Linked DNA regions of Mus musculus: region 1 is linked to region 2. The links are chromatin contacts, called in public Hi-C maps. All regions are on one chromosome and are shown on one strand. Each heading gives the region's core, a stretch centred on a gene start, on an enhancer-like site or on the middle of the called end of the contact. The rest is flanking DNA. Distances are from core to core; before and after follow the strand shown. Region 1 overlaps Tbc1d16 (TBC1 domain family, member 16). Region 2 overlaps Rbfox3 (RNA binding protein, fox-1 homolog (C. elegans) 3).

The links. Hi-C and Micro-C count contacts between places; a contact is called where the count stands out from the background.
Region 1: a contact with region 2 is called in a Hi-C map of cortical neurons, with 5 times the contacts expected there. The contact joins two enhancer-like sites. A contact is called at or near these places in 3 of 484 Hi-C or Micro-C datasets (cerebellum, cortical neurons and embryonic stem cells).

What each region holds. Positions count from the first base shown.
Region 1 is chr11:119,193,520-119,199,918 of GRCm38.p6, forward strand. The region is part of intron 3 of Tbc1d16 (TBC1 domain family, member 16); the gene reads right to left. Gm36111 (a long non-coding RNA gene) reads left to right here. Exons shown (of 2, transcript XR_389225.4): 2 at 1-31. Among named protein-coding and RNA genes, the nearest start is that of Gm36111, 4.8 kb to the left of the region's middle. Within about 2 kb of position 4,927, at least 25 of the 459 cell types and tissues checked have an H3K27ac peak or open chromatin away from gene starts, as enhancers often do. A contact at or near this core is called in cortical neurons, where this site is marked.
Region 2 is chr11:118,740,815-118,747,273 of GRCm38.p6, forward strand. The region is part of intron 2 of Rbfox3 (RNA binding protein, fox-1 homolog (C. elegans) 3); the gene reads right to left. Among named protein-coding and RNA genes, the nearest start is that of Gm11750, 41 kb to the right of the region's middle. Within about 2 kb of position 4,152, at least 52 of the 459 cell types and tissues checked have an H3K27ac peak or open chromatin away from gene starts, as enhancers often do. A contact at or near this core is called in cortical neurons, where this site is marked.

The DNA of each region.
Region 1 (6,399 bases), core at 3,677-6,176, 450 kb after region 2:
CATGTGTTCAATAAAAGCCTTGTCTCTAAAATACGTTTTAAAAAACTATTAAAATTCAAGAGGAAACAGGGGCACTTTGGGACCAAGGGACACTTTGACAAAGGGGACGTAGAGATGGCAGGTGAACGTAAGCAAAGATGCAAAGCACCCGGCCTTCAGTGGGATGAGACTGTGGGCATCCTAGGGCACAGCCACACTCCTGCACAGACGGTTTCAAATGAGCAAAGAAAGCCAGGTAGTCCCAATGGCTACTCAAGAGGCTCAAGCAGGGGGATTGCTGGAGTCCAGAAGTTCAAAACCAGCCTTGGTGGGGACGCGGAAAACTGCATCTTGAGTGCTGGGCCCTAACAGAACATCTGCATCGCCTCCTCCAAGCCTTGGAGAGCAACACGGAAGAGAGGTGAGGGAGGATGTGATAGCTGGAGAGTGGGGAGGAGAGTGGAGAAAGGCTGTCTTTTAACTCACAGGGTGGTGTTTCCCCATGTGAGACCCGCACAAGGCCTGTCAACATTCCATCTCGAATGAGGGAGCTTGTGAGGACCCACGCTCTTCCTCCTCCTCCTCCTCCTCCTCCTCCTCCTCCTCCTCCTCCTCCTCCTCCCCCCACCAGGAGCTCTGGGTAGTAAATGGTTGCTGAGGATGGAAGGGGTGAGAAGGATGGAAGGACTACACTTCTTCAGCGGTGCAGCCTCTGGTAGAGTCACCTCCCCACCCATGCTCGTGGAAGCAGCTCTAATTAAACTCAGTGGGCCACGAGTGGCCATGGAAGTAGGATGGGAGACTAGTTGAGAGGACAAAGGGAGTCAGAGGGAAGAGGCAGAGGACTAAGAGAAACAGAGGGAAGAGGCAGAGGACAAAGGGAGTCAGAGGGAAGAGGCACAGGACAAAGAGAGTCAGAGGGAAGAGGCAGAGGACTAAGAGAAACAGAGGGAAGAGGCAGAGGACTAAGAGAAACAGAGGGAAGAGGCACAGGACTAAGAGACAGAGGGAAGAGGCAGAGGACAAAGGGTGTCAGAGGGAAGAGGCACAGGACTAAGAGAGACAGAGGGAAGAGGCAGAGGACAAAAAGTGTCAGAGGGAAGAGGCACAGGACTAAGAGAGACAGAGGGAAGAGGCAGAGGACAAAGGGTGTCAGAGGGAAGAGGCACAGGACTAAGAGAAACAGAGGGAAGAGGCAGAGGTTAAAGAGAGTCAGAGGGAAGAGGCTAAAAGACAAAAGACAGCAATGGAGTAAGTATGTTCAGATGCATCACACAGGAGCTGGAGCAATAGCTTGGCTGCAATGAACATACTGCTCTTCCAAAGATTCCTGGGTTCTGTTCCCAGTATACTTTGCAGGCAGTCCACAGCCACCTATAACTAAATACATGTATACATCCTATACATATATAAAACTGTCAAAAATAACAAATAATAACCCTGTATTAGTCCTGGGTGGCTGGAGGAGATATAAAGGACACAGTCAGGCCGGAAAACAGTTTGGCAATTCTTTATAAAACTGAAATAGATACGATCAGCTTGCCACCACACGACCACCTTGCCACCCGGGTGAGCCCACTCCTGGGAGTTTGTCACGGAGAACAAAAGCGTTCAGACAAAACCTGTAGATGAACATTCAGAAAGGCTTTGTCTGGAACCGCCCCAAGCTGGAAGCAATCCACCAACGTCCTTCAGTGAGTGTGGCCACACAGTGGGAGTCACACCCATCCCATGAGACATACTAGCTAATATAATGGCATCGTAGTCTTATAACTCGGGTGGCGCTCAAGGATCCTTGTAGAGATGGAAAAGGAAGTGGTGACTAAGGACGTAGGCAAGGAGCTGGGGACAAATCTGCAGAGCTGTTCTAAGGGTGCCTTGTGCTCTGTATCTTGAGATGGTGGGAGATGAGGCCACACGACATACACTCAGTCACACATGCGCGCATACACACACACACACACAGAGGGGGTGAATTTACAGAGACTGTGCCTGTAGCCATAGGACACCCACAGACTGGCTCAGTCTCCTTTACTGAATAGAGGCCAAGTGAGGGTATATCCAGGATGCCACCATGAGGGATAGCGCAAAGGTCATCCATTGTACTTCTACTAGGCAGTGCCCAGTATCTGTCTCTAGGCTGCTGTCTGTCTGTCTGCACAACCCAGGAGCCAGGCAATCAATCTTTGTTCCTGCACTTCATTAATGTGTGTGTGTGTGTGTGCATGTGTATGTGTGCGTGTGTGCACGTGCTTGTGCATGCGGAAGTCAGAGAACTCGGTTCTCTCCTTCACTATGAAGGTCCTGGGGACCAAATATGGGCCATCAAGTGTGACACTGGGAGCCTTGACATGCTGAGCCATCTCTCTGGTCCTTTGTCTAATAGACTTATCCTGTAGCCCATCTGGCCTCAACTTCCCGAGCCTCCTTCTTCTTTGGTCTCTTGAGTTCTGGAATCTTTCTCCTCACTCCTACACATACTTTCCGATTGCTTGCTGATTGGTGGCAAGGTTTTGTGTCTCCGATGCCGGCCTCTGTGTAGCCAAGGAGGATCATGGACTTCTGATCTCCCTGCCCTGAATGCCGAGATTACAGGCGTGGCCCCAACAGCTGGTTTATAAAGTGCTGGAGCTTACACCTGGCTTCCATAATACATCTCCAGGCCATATAGTTTTGAGGGTTTTGTTTATTTGTTTGTTTTGAGACAGGGTCTCAGAGCCACCACGGCTGTCCTGGAACTGACTATGTAGACCAGGTTAGCCTTGAACTCACAGAGAGCTACCTGCTTCTACCTTTTGAGTGCTAGGATTAAAGCCATGTGCCACACCTGCTTTAAGTCTGAATATCTTAAATGTTGAAAGAAAATCAAAAAAATATTTCACGGCTTACAAACACCATACTAAGCTCACAGCTCCGTGTCCGTGGCAAGGCTGGGGGCAGGGGGAGAGCAGGGGGAAGGAGCACATTTGCATATTTGAGTAGAGTCTTTTGCCACACAAGGTGGCATTCAGACACAGCAGCAGTGCCCATCTGGTCCACAAAGCACAAAATGCCAGCTTTCTGTCCCACCCCTCAGACCCTGGGACAGAAAATGCTAGCTAGTTCCAGCTAGATTCCACAGAGAGGCCAGGAGGGAAACAAGTTCACACAATAACAGTGACCACCACCCCCATGGTATCAAAATTCCTGAAACAGGCCTACGTCCTTTCTCTTTCTTTCTCTGAAGCAAGGTTCCGCTGTGTAGCCCAGGCTAGCCTCCCACTTGCAGCAGGTCTCTTGCCTCCCCCTCCCTCCTAAGATTACAGGCGTGAGCTAGCACACGGAACACTTTTGTCAGCCTTTAAAAAGACTTATTTTTCTTTGTTTATGAGTTTCATTTTGCCTGAATGTATGTGTGCGCCACTTGAGTGGGCCTGGTGCCCACGGAGGCCGGACGAGAACACCGACTCCCGTGGAACTGGAGTTCCAGATGGTTGTGGGTGCTGGGATCAACCACTGACATGAACAGGTACAGCTCCCATACTGTCATTTTAATATGTCTTTCCTCAGGCCCTACTCACCTGTGGGGACTTAGAACAAGACCCACTTGGCTGGCCTTAGAGACCAACTGGGCTGAAGTGAAAAGACAGGCGATCAAGGGGCTCCTTGGAGGCCACACACACATGCACACAAACATACAAGTGCACACCCAGGCACTGTAGTGTGTATCACACACGCACACACACAAACTCTCACCATAGCATGCATATGGAAGTCAGTCAGTTCTCAACTCCCATGTAATCTGGGCTTCCTGGCCTATGAGATCCTAGCGAGATCCTCCTGTCTCTGCCTTCCACACACCGTAGGAATGCTGGGCTTACAGATGTTCACCACATCACCTGGCTTTTTCTGTGGCTTCTTTTTCTGTGATCAAATCCAGGTTGTCAGGCCTGTCCCGCCAGCTCTATACCTGCCAAGCGATCTCCCAGTCCCTCTGTTTGTTTGAGACAGGGTTTCTCTGTGTAGCCCAGGCTGACCTAGAACTGGAACTCAATCTGTAGACCAGGCTGGCATCAAACTCACAGACATCTGTCTGCCTCTGCCTGCCGAGTGTTGGGATGAAAGGTGCTCACCACCACTGCCCGACTTCAGAGTTAGTGCCGTGGCCAGTAACTCAAGCCATTAACCTTGCTGAGTGACCCTCTCTACAACGGGACATGAACAGGACCTCGACTTTTGTCTTAGTCATTGACATTGATGTCAACAAAACCTGGGAAAAGCTGAACCATGTTCAAATCCCCATCCTGCCAGAAGCTCGCCAGGCAGCCCCACTAGGTGCCAGCGTACAGTAGGTGTCATCAGGTTCAGATCAGGATGTGCTGGAGTTAGGGAACCCTAATCTAGCACGCTCACCAAGAGGGGTGTGTGCACACATACAGGCAAGGTCATGTGACTACAGCGAAGGCTGAGGCTGAAGGCAGCAGGAACCAGAACAGACCCCTTGACCTTGTCTTCAGTGGCTGCTTTACGGTTCTTTGTCACTGTGGTCCTGGCACACCCATACCAAACTCTGAGCTGAGGGCTGAAGAATGTTGGGCATATAAAGACTTCCATCTGTCAATCTGGTCACCATGGCAACAGTGAGTGGTGCCCACTGTGCTGGACTCACTGCCCGGGCTCTGCATTTACCACAGGCCCTCACCAAAGCCCCATTTCACAGGCAGGGAAACTGAGGCTAGGAAGTGAGAACCTTGTTGAGGTCACAGTGGGGATTGTGGATCTAGCACAGTTCACACCTGGGTATCTGGCTGTGAAATGTACCAGGCTGCAGCCCTACCAGATCCCTGGGTCCCGGCCCACAGCCCCTCCTATTGTCATGTGTGAGCCAAATACACGTGTACATCGAGTAGCACATGGAAGGTCCGGGCACTGTCGAGACCCAGTCCAAATTCTTTGGCAGTGCCTCCGAGTTCCTGGAGTGGGTGGTAGCCAAAGCCTGCTAATGAGCAGGAAGCTGAAGGACAGCCAGCAACTGAGGGCCCAGTTTGCTGCCTGGGCATCCCTGACTTCCTGTCCTGACGGTGCGACCCTCCTGACTGTTTCTAGCTGTCCCCAGGGGTCTGCGGGCCAGTCCCTGGTCTCAGACCTGCTGCTGTCGTCCCCGGAGCTCCTGGGGGACCCCTGAAGGGCTACCCTCCAAGCTGGAGGTGCAGGTGGGGACAGCCACGTCGACTGGGGGTGGACTGGGGAAGGACAGCCTCCGCAAGAAGCCTGCCAAGTGCTACAGAAACAGACGGCGAGACGAGTCTTCCGCAGCACGAAACAGATTGCAGGGTGTCGAGCGAAGGGATGTTTTAAAGAAATAAATCGCAGTTCCAGGCTGCAGAAGCACAAACAAGCCCAAACAACGGCTCCCGGAAGCAGCAGCCTCCGGAGCCAGGATGGAGGGATGTACGGGTCTCCCCAGAGTTTCCTGAAAGGCAGGGGTGGTGGGCGGCTCAAACACCTGCGGAGGCCCACAACAGGGCTCAGGGAGATCCACCCCTCCTGGGCGCCCCTCCGGATTCCCTTGGTCTCAGCAGGACTCGCCTCCCTGACACCAGCAGGGGGCAGCACCCATGGACCCGGTCTCTTGCACCTGACCCCCATCCCAGCCCTCCTGGTCCTCAATGTGACTGTGTCGCCCACATGCCACCAGGCTCACCAGTCCTCTCCTACCTTTGGACCTCTCCACGTGCCCTTTATTCCCTGGCTGGCCCTTCCCTCCCTTCTGGTTTCTCTTCTCAGAGCACACTGGGCAGCCTCTGAGGGAACACAGAGGGTCAGGGCTGGGCAGAGAGGGCTTGCTAAGGCTGTTCCTATGTGTTCCTCCCTCCTCCCTGGCTCACCCTGGAGGATGCCCGCTCCAAAGATGGTTGCGCAGAAGGGGATCAGCTGGCTATTCAGGAAGCAACCCCGGGCATGGCACACTCCTGCCACCTGGAGCAGGGCTAGGGTGATGGGTTGGTGCCAGGAACCTCTGAAGCAGCACCCAGGCACCCACACTTCTAGGTTCATGGTTCCACCAAGTTTACTAATTCTGGAACCTTCTTAGATACTCGGATTTCTCTCTGAACTCTAAGCTGTCCTCTACGGGTGTGGGAGTAGAGGCTGCCACACCAACTATGCGTGGTAACACCATTAATAATTCAACCTTGTTACCGACCTGTTTCCTCCCAAAGGCAAAAGCACTTAGACCATCTAGTCTACCATGTTCACCCCTCAAGGTGGGCTGACCCCTCCTCAGTGCCTACAGAGTCAGGCGTGACACCTGTGTGACATCCACCCCAGCAGCTGTTCCAGGCTCTGCACGTGGCTTCCAGGAAATCTGTCACTCGCTCTCCATGAAAGCAGCCACTTCATGATAAACATTAATAAAATGAAAAGATCCACCCTGTTATG
Region 2 (6,459 bases), core at 2,902-5,401:
CCGTATCACCACCCGCTAAGGCAGTGCAAAGTCAATGAAGACAAATCAGAGAAAAGCAGTGCAAGGACCTGGGAGCTTGACTTGTGTTCAGATGAGAGAGCCCGGGAAGAGCCATGGACCACACAACACTACAAGCAAGTTTGAGGAAGGAGGTGAGATCTTAGCAGATGCTACACAGAGAAGACAAAGCTCAGGAGCTGAGAAGAACTTTCTAGAACACCCTCAAGAATCAACATGAGAAGTGTCATGGCCACAGACATTCACTGGGCTGACTGACAGACCAGGCTGTCACAGCAGACCCACGTCTGAGCCTCACACAGGCTCTGCTGATCCCAACCTCAAGGGTTATCACCAGACGTCCCACGGTCTGAATTCACCTCAAAGGTGACAACCTCTGATCCTGCTCAATGGGTGCATTCCAACATGCCGACCCCTGCAAGCACAATGACATAGCAATGGCAAGTCCCTTGGAAAGTTCCAGAACCACGATCCAGCTAGTGATGGACAGAAACCGGCTCTGAGAAGCCCTGAGAGAAGCTGAGTCCTGAGTGAACACTGCCAGGCGTCCCCTCCCAGAGAGACATTGCTTGGATCTTATTCTTCTTGGAGTGGCTGGATCTGGCTCTGGGGTCCACACATCTGGCGATGCTGAGCCAAGTGGGGGCAGCAGAGAGCTACTTAGAGCATAGCTGGGGGGGAGGGGAGAGCAGGGAACTAGAGGTATCCTGGTTAGGTTTTTGTCAACTTGACACAAGCTAAAGTTGTCTAAGAGGACATCAGCTAAGAAAATGCCTTATCTCGGGAGGCAGAGGCAGGCGGATTTCTGAGTTCAAGGCCAGCCTGGTCTACAGAGTGAGTTCCAGGACAGCCAGGGCTATACAGAGAAACCTTGTCTTGAAAAACCAGAGAGAGAGAGAGAGAGAGAGAGAGAGAGAGAGAGAGAGAGAGAATGCCTTATCAGACTAGCCTTTGGGGAATTTCCTTCATTGATGATTGGCAGGGAGGGCCCCGCCCACAGTGGGTGGGCTACCTTTGGGCAGGTGGTCCTAGGGTGTATGAAAGTACAGGCTGCACAAGGCAGTAAGCTGCAGCCCTCCACTGGCTCCTGCGTTGGCCCCTGCCTTAAGCTCCTGCCCTGACTTGTCTTCACAATTCTGTAAGAAGTAAGCTGAAATAAACCCTCTTTTCCCTACTTGCTTTTGGTCGTAGTGTTTATCACTGCAACAGAGAACACCTGGGACCATCTGACGGTAAAGATGGGGAAGAGAAAGGAGGAGAGGAAGGGAGAGGAGGGGAGGGGAGGGGAGGAGGAAAGAGGGAAGAAAAGGAAAGGGGAGAAGAGAGGAAGGGAGGGGAGGAGAGGGGAACAGAGGGGAGGGGAGGAGGGAGGGGGAGACAGGAGGAGAGGAGAGGAGGGGAGGGGAGGGGAGGGGAGGGGAGGGGAGAGAAAAGGAGAGGAGGGGAGGGGAGGGGAGGGGAGGAGAGAGGAGGGGAGGGGAGGGGAGGGGAGGAGAGAAGATGCTGCCTCTCTTTCCTGGCTCCCCTGGCACCAGTAGGGTACTGATGTATGCGGAACCAGATGGCTAAAGGAGCTGGGTTCTGCAGGGGGAAGGTATTCCCGAGCCTGTGCACTCTGCTTCCCCAGGATGGGATTCGGTGGTGGGTGAAGCTAGGGGGATCTAGAGATCTGGGATACAGAGAGACCTAGGAAAGCACGGGGCCTCCCCCAGGAAGGTGGTGAGGCTCTGGCTTGAGAAGATGTCTTGATCCCTAGCAGTCAGAGTACCAGGCACAACCTTCCCCAAGACTGTTGCTTTCCCATTCCACAAAGGGAGACATGGAGGCGCATGTCCAATGCCAAAGTAGAAGCAAATTAACATGCAATGCCACAACACAAGACACACAGGAGAACTCGGACAAAATCCCTGAGTTCTTGAAAGAGAGGCTGGGGCATGCTCAAGTTTGAAATCACAGGCCAGAGCCCTCCAAAGAGAAGCTACACACATCAAGCAGCCCCCGAGCCTTCTTTTAGGATGACAGTGGGTGACAGGAGGTAACTTCTGAAGTGGCAGAGCGAGCAAAAAGGTAAGCACTAGGGAACTTTGGCTAGAGGGCTTTGCAGGATCCCACTCACACCCAACATTTTGGTACTTAGCCCTCGCTCATTGGCTGCTTGTGGGTGCCACCAAGTGGTGAGAGATGGGTAATACAGTCTTCAAAGAGGCCAACTCCAACCCCAAGAGGGACAGCAGAGTCAGCCTAAAAGAAAGACTCCTTCACACACCATGGGCTCAAAACCAATCAATCAATCAGTCAATCAGTCAGTCAGTCAATCAATCAATCAATCAATCAACTGACCAGTCATCCATCCAGTGAATCAATAATAAGACCTTGAGGGGATCCTCAAATGCAAACACCTGATTGTACAGGTTACAGGGTGTGTCCCAGCTGAGGCACCGTGGTGTTTGGGTGCACATGGGAAGGGATAGAGTGGGAGGTGAGACCTCAGTTCCCTTGTTTCCTTTGAAGGGTGGAGGACCCCAAAAAACTATTCCAGCTCCCCCATCACAATACCATGCTGAGCTTGGCTCAAGACAGCTCTGTGCATCCCTCCAAGAGCCCCCACAGGATCCTAGAGCAGCCCCATCACACCCCAACAGCTGACAAATGGCAGACAGCATTACAGATGAACAGTCAGGCCTGGGTGCTATGGCTTGACACACAGCTACAGCCACAGCCACAGCCATAGCCACAGCCACAGCCACAGCCACAGCCACAGCCACAGCCATAGCCACAGCCACAGCCCACTGACCTCCCCATTGCTGACCTCTCCCACTCCACTCTGGAACACAGGGCAGACTGTGGGGGGAGGGGACCTAAAGGTGCCTGGATGAGGGGCACACAGCCCAAAGGGCAAACTGCCTATAATGGGTTCTAATGTACTCCTCTGATGACCAGACCTTATCTAGAAAGCCTTCACAGATGTGTGGTCATTCCCTTATCCATGGGGACATGACCCACGGTGTTCATCAGATGGGGTCATATCCAAGACCCATGGTGGATGACTGAGATACAGTGTAACACTGAACTTGCCACATAGTCACAAAGTTTGCCTGTTCACGCCTGTGATGAGGTTTGATCTACAAATTAATCTCAGTAAGAGATGGTAACCAACAATAAGTAGCTAATAAAAGGGAGCCAGTCTGATGCTACACCATAATAAGAATTACTTGGAAATTATGAATGGTTTATTTCTGAAATTTTCCGCTTCATAGTTTCAGACCCACTGTAACCGGAAGTGTGGGAGGCAGAGATGGTAAGGATCGAGCTGTTTGCCATGAAGCTGAGGCAAGGCTATCCAGTACCCGGGACAGACGCTGGAGCCACCAAGTCAAAAAGCACCAAGGAAAGCTGTGAGCCACAGGGCCAAATGGAGCCAGGGGCCCTCCGGCGGGGAGGGGATGCGGATATCTCCTCGTTCCTGGCTTTCTGGTTCCAGGCTGTGAGAGATGCTGAGGGAAGCTACTGCTGTAAGCCTGAAGCTGAGGTCACATGTGGAAGCTCCACGGGACTCTACAACAGTTCCCCTACTTGTCACACCTACTATGGACTTCAGAAAGTAGTTTGGGGAGCAGAAGCAAGGGACCTTGCTTCTCTCTGTGGCTTCTTCTCTGTGGCTGGGCACCAGGAACCAAAGTGAAACTTCAGGTCCTCAGAGCCTGCTGTCCCTACCGACCGACCCCACCCCAGCCAAGAGAGGGAAGGGCTCCCCGGAGAGGGATAAAGGGGTGAGGGAAGCCACAGCGGCTGGAAGTTGGTTCGCACCTCCTTTGCCAGTATGGAGAGATACAAATGACCTGCTAGCAAACGGAAAACACAGATTCATTACCCGCGATGTGTGATGATGGGTTAATTATTTTTCTAACTGAGGAGAGCCGCCTTCTGACAGCAGCTGGAAATGAATCCTCCACTGTTTTAAGGACTGATTGGCCCAGGACAGGCGAAAAACTGGAAAACCTAATTAAATCGGGAGGCTCGTGAAATAAATGGAGCGGGGAGTTTGTTTGCTCGCAGCTGACGGGGATTAACGAGGAGCTCAAGGAGAAAGAAGTGGGAGGGCTCCCGTGATGGGCGTGGCTCTGGAGGTGGAGAAAGAAGGAGCCACATGGCGGTGGGTGGTTCCAGCGAACAGAAGCACTGCCCTGAGGCCTGGAGGCTGCTTAATGGGCTTCATCAAGCAGGCGTCATCAACTAAGTATCAGAAGTGGGAGTCGGGGCAATCAGATGGCAGGTGTTGGCTCCACCAGGCTATGGGGTCTGGCCTTGGAACACGTGTTTAGAGTCAGCCACAGGTCAGAGGACGCCTGGTGCTTCGCTGTTTGGCGTGTGACCTCTCCCAACCCCAAGAGTCCCAGATCGTAACATTTCTCCAAGATGTTTGACCCTGCCACATCCTCAGTAAGAGTTGTTCTCACTGGCCATGCACAACACAGAGAGGATAAGATGGACCTTTGGACCTGGCTGTGGTCCTTTGCTCTGTAGTCTAAAGGACTATCCAGTCCACCAGGATGTCTTCTGGTCCTCCTGCATCCCAGAGGATGCTCATTACTTGCTGAGAGTGATTGCAGCTGGGCCCTCTTCCCATGCCTGACCACTTTTCTCCCTGGAGCTTGGCACAGGCAGTCACAGTCTGTCTATCATCTATCAGAAAACAAGATCTCATTCCCCATCTCTGAGAGCAGCCCCTCTGCTCTGGCCCAGATGCTGCCTAGAACTGATGGCTGGCTTATAGCCTGCCAGACCTTCCCAGGAGGCACTCAGCTGGGGAGGCTGCCTCCATCCTTTTGCAAACTAGAGGATGACCCCAGTGGGGTGCATAGGCTGCACCGCCCAGCTCCTCCTCTGGTCCTGAACCCTAGCCTGGACTCTAGGAAGCCTTGATGGTAGAAACTGCGGTTTTCCCCAACCAACAGAGCAGGACACAAAGTAGCCAGTCCACACCACTGCTTGCCACACAAAGGAGCCCACTGTGTGTTTCTGGAAAGAGCCCAGTGTGTTTATTCTGTGATTGGTTTCTCACCAGCACTCTGTGGTGACAAATGTTTCCCGAGACACAGAGAAGTCACTGGGGTGGATGCCGAATCCCCAGCAGCCCCAGTGGGCTACTCTTTCTCTGCTTGCCTGGTCACAGCCGGCTCATCTCCTCTCAGAGTGTTTATCAGCTGTGTTTATTATCTTTGATGCATGCAAAAGACAGCTACAGGCACCGCACTCTCTGGGGTGCATCAGCCTGCTATTTAGTAACCAGGACTTTGCATTTATTTACAAACCTTTTATTTTCCTTTTAAGGTAAAAATTTACATACCCCCTCTGTACACTCAAACCGACAAGCTCTTGCACCCATGCAGCCTGCACCCCACTGGATGCAGAACCCCAATCCAGAAGCCTCTTTATTCCTTGCTTCCTGGTCTCCATACACCCGACTCCTGATGCAACTGTGGTTTCTGCTTTCTGAGACTCCTGTTCTGCAACCCTCTAGAAGTGGAATCATGTTCTCTACACCTGGTTGTGTGTACACGGAGGTTCTGGTTTCAGCTCCCTCTCATATACACTCTTTGCCCCTTTGTCATTGTCTCCCACCTCATCTTAACCCATGCCTTCTCCCCGGCTATGCCTACCTAGGAATAGTCAGAGTCAGCACAGGGTCAAAAGCCCCAGGTCCTGGCTGCAGCTCTGACTGGGTGTCCCCATTCTGCCCAGGATAGTCAGCTGTCTGTCTGTCTGTCTATCTATCTATCTATCTATCTATCTATCTATCTATCTATAGTAAGAATAAATGTTGTGTTGTATGTCTCTCTGTGTGTATTTGTGTGTGTGTGTGTGTGTGTGTGTGTGTGTGTGTGTGTGTGTGTGTAGGTTCCAGGCATCAAACTCAGGATGTCAAGCTAGGCAACGGTACCTTTTAACCCACTGAGCTATCTATCTGACCAGCTTCCATCCTATCTTCTGATGGCCACTGGACAAACTTCATGGGAGTGTGATTAAGGTCCACTTGCTACATCCAGGAGCCCACCGTTCACTTAAGGAGCTTGCCCTCGAGGGGAAAGGCTGGTATCATGCAGCTGTCACTGCTGCATCCGGGCATAGAGAGATATAAAGAAATATAAGCTACTGCATGCTCTGTGTTGGGTGTAAGGAGGGATGTGGTTTTTATGAACTTCCAGGAGGTGAGGTACTGGCCCTCTCCTCTTCCCTGAGTCAGAGTAGAGTGTATCTACTTGTTTTTAGTAAGAGCAGCTGCAAACCACACAAATGCTCTGAGAGAACAAGTAAGTCACCCCACTATTGGACAGAGCCTTGGAGATTTGCCCCCATTGTTCAATGAAGGTTTCATTGGAGGATGGATTGGGAGGGATAACTGAGGCATGTGCTTCCAGCTGATGAACTCTGGGCCAGCCA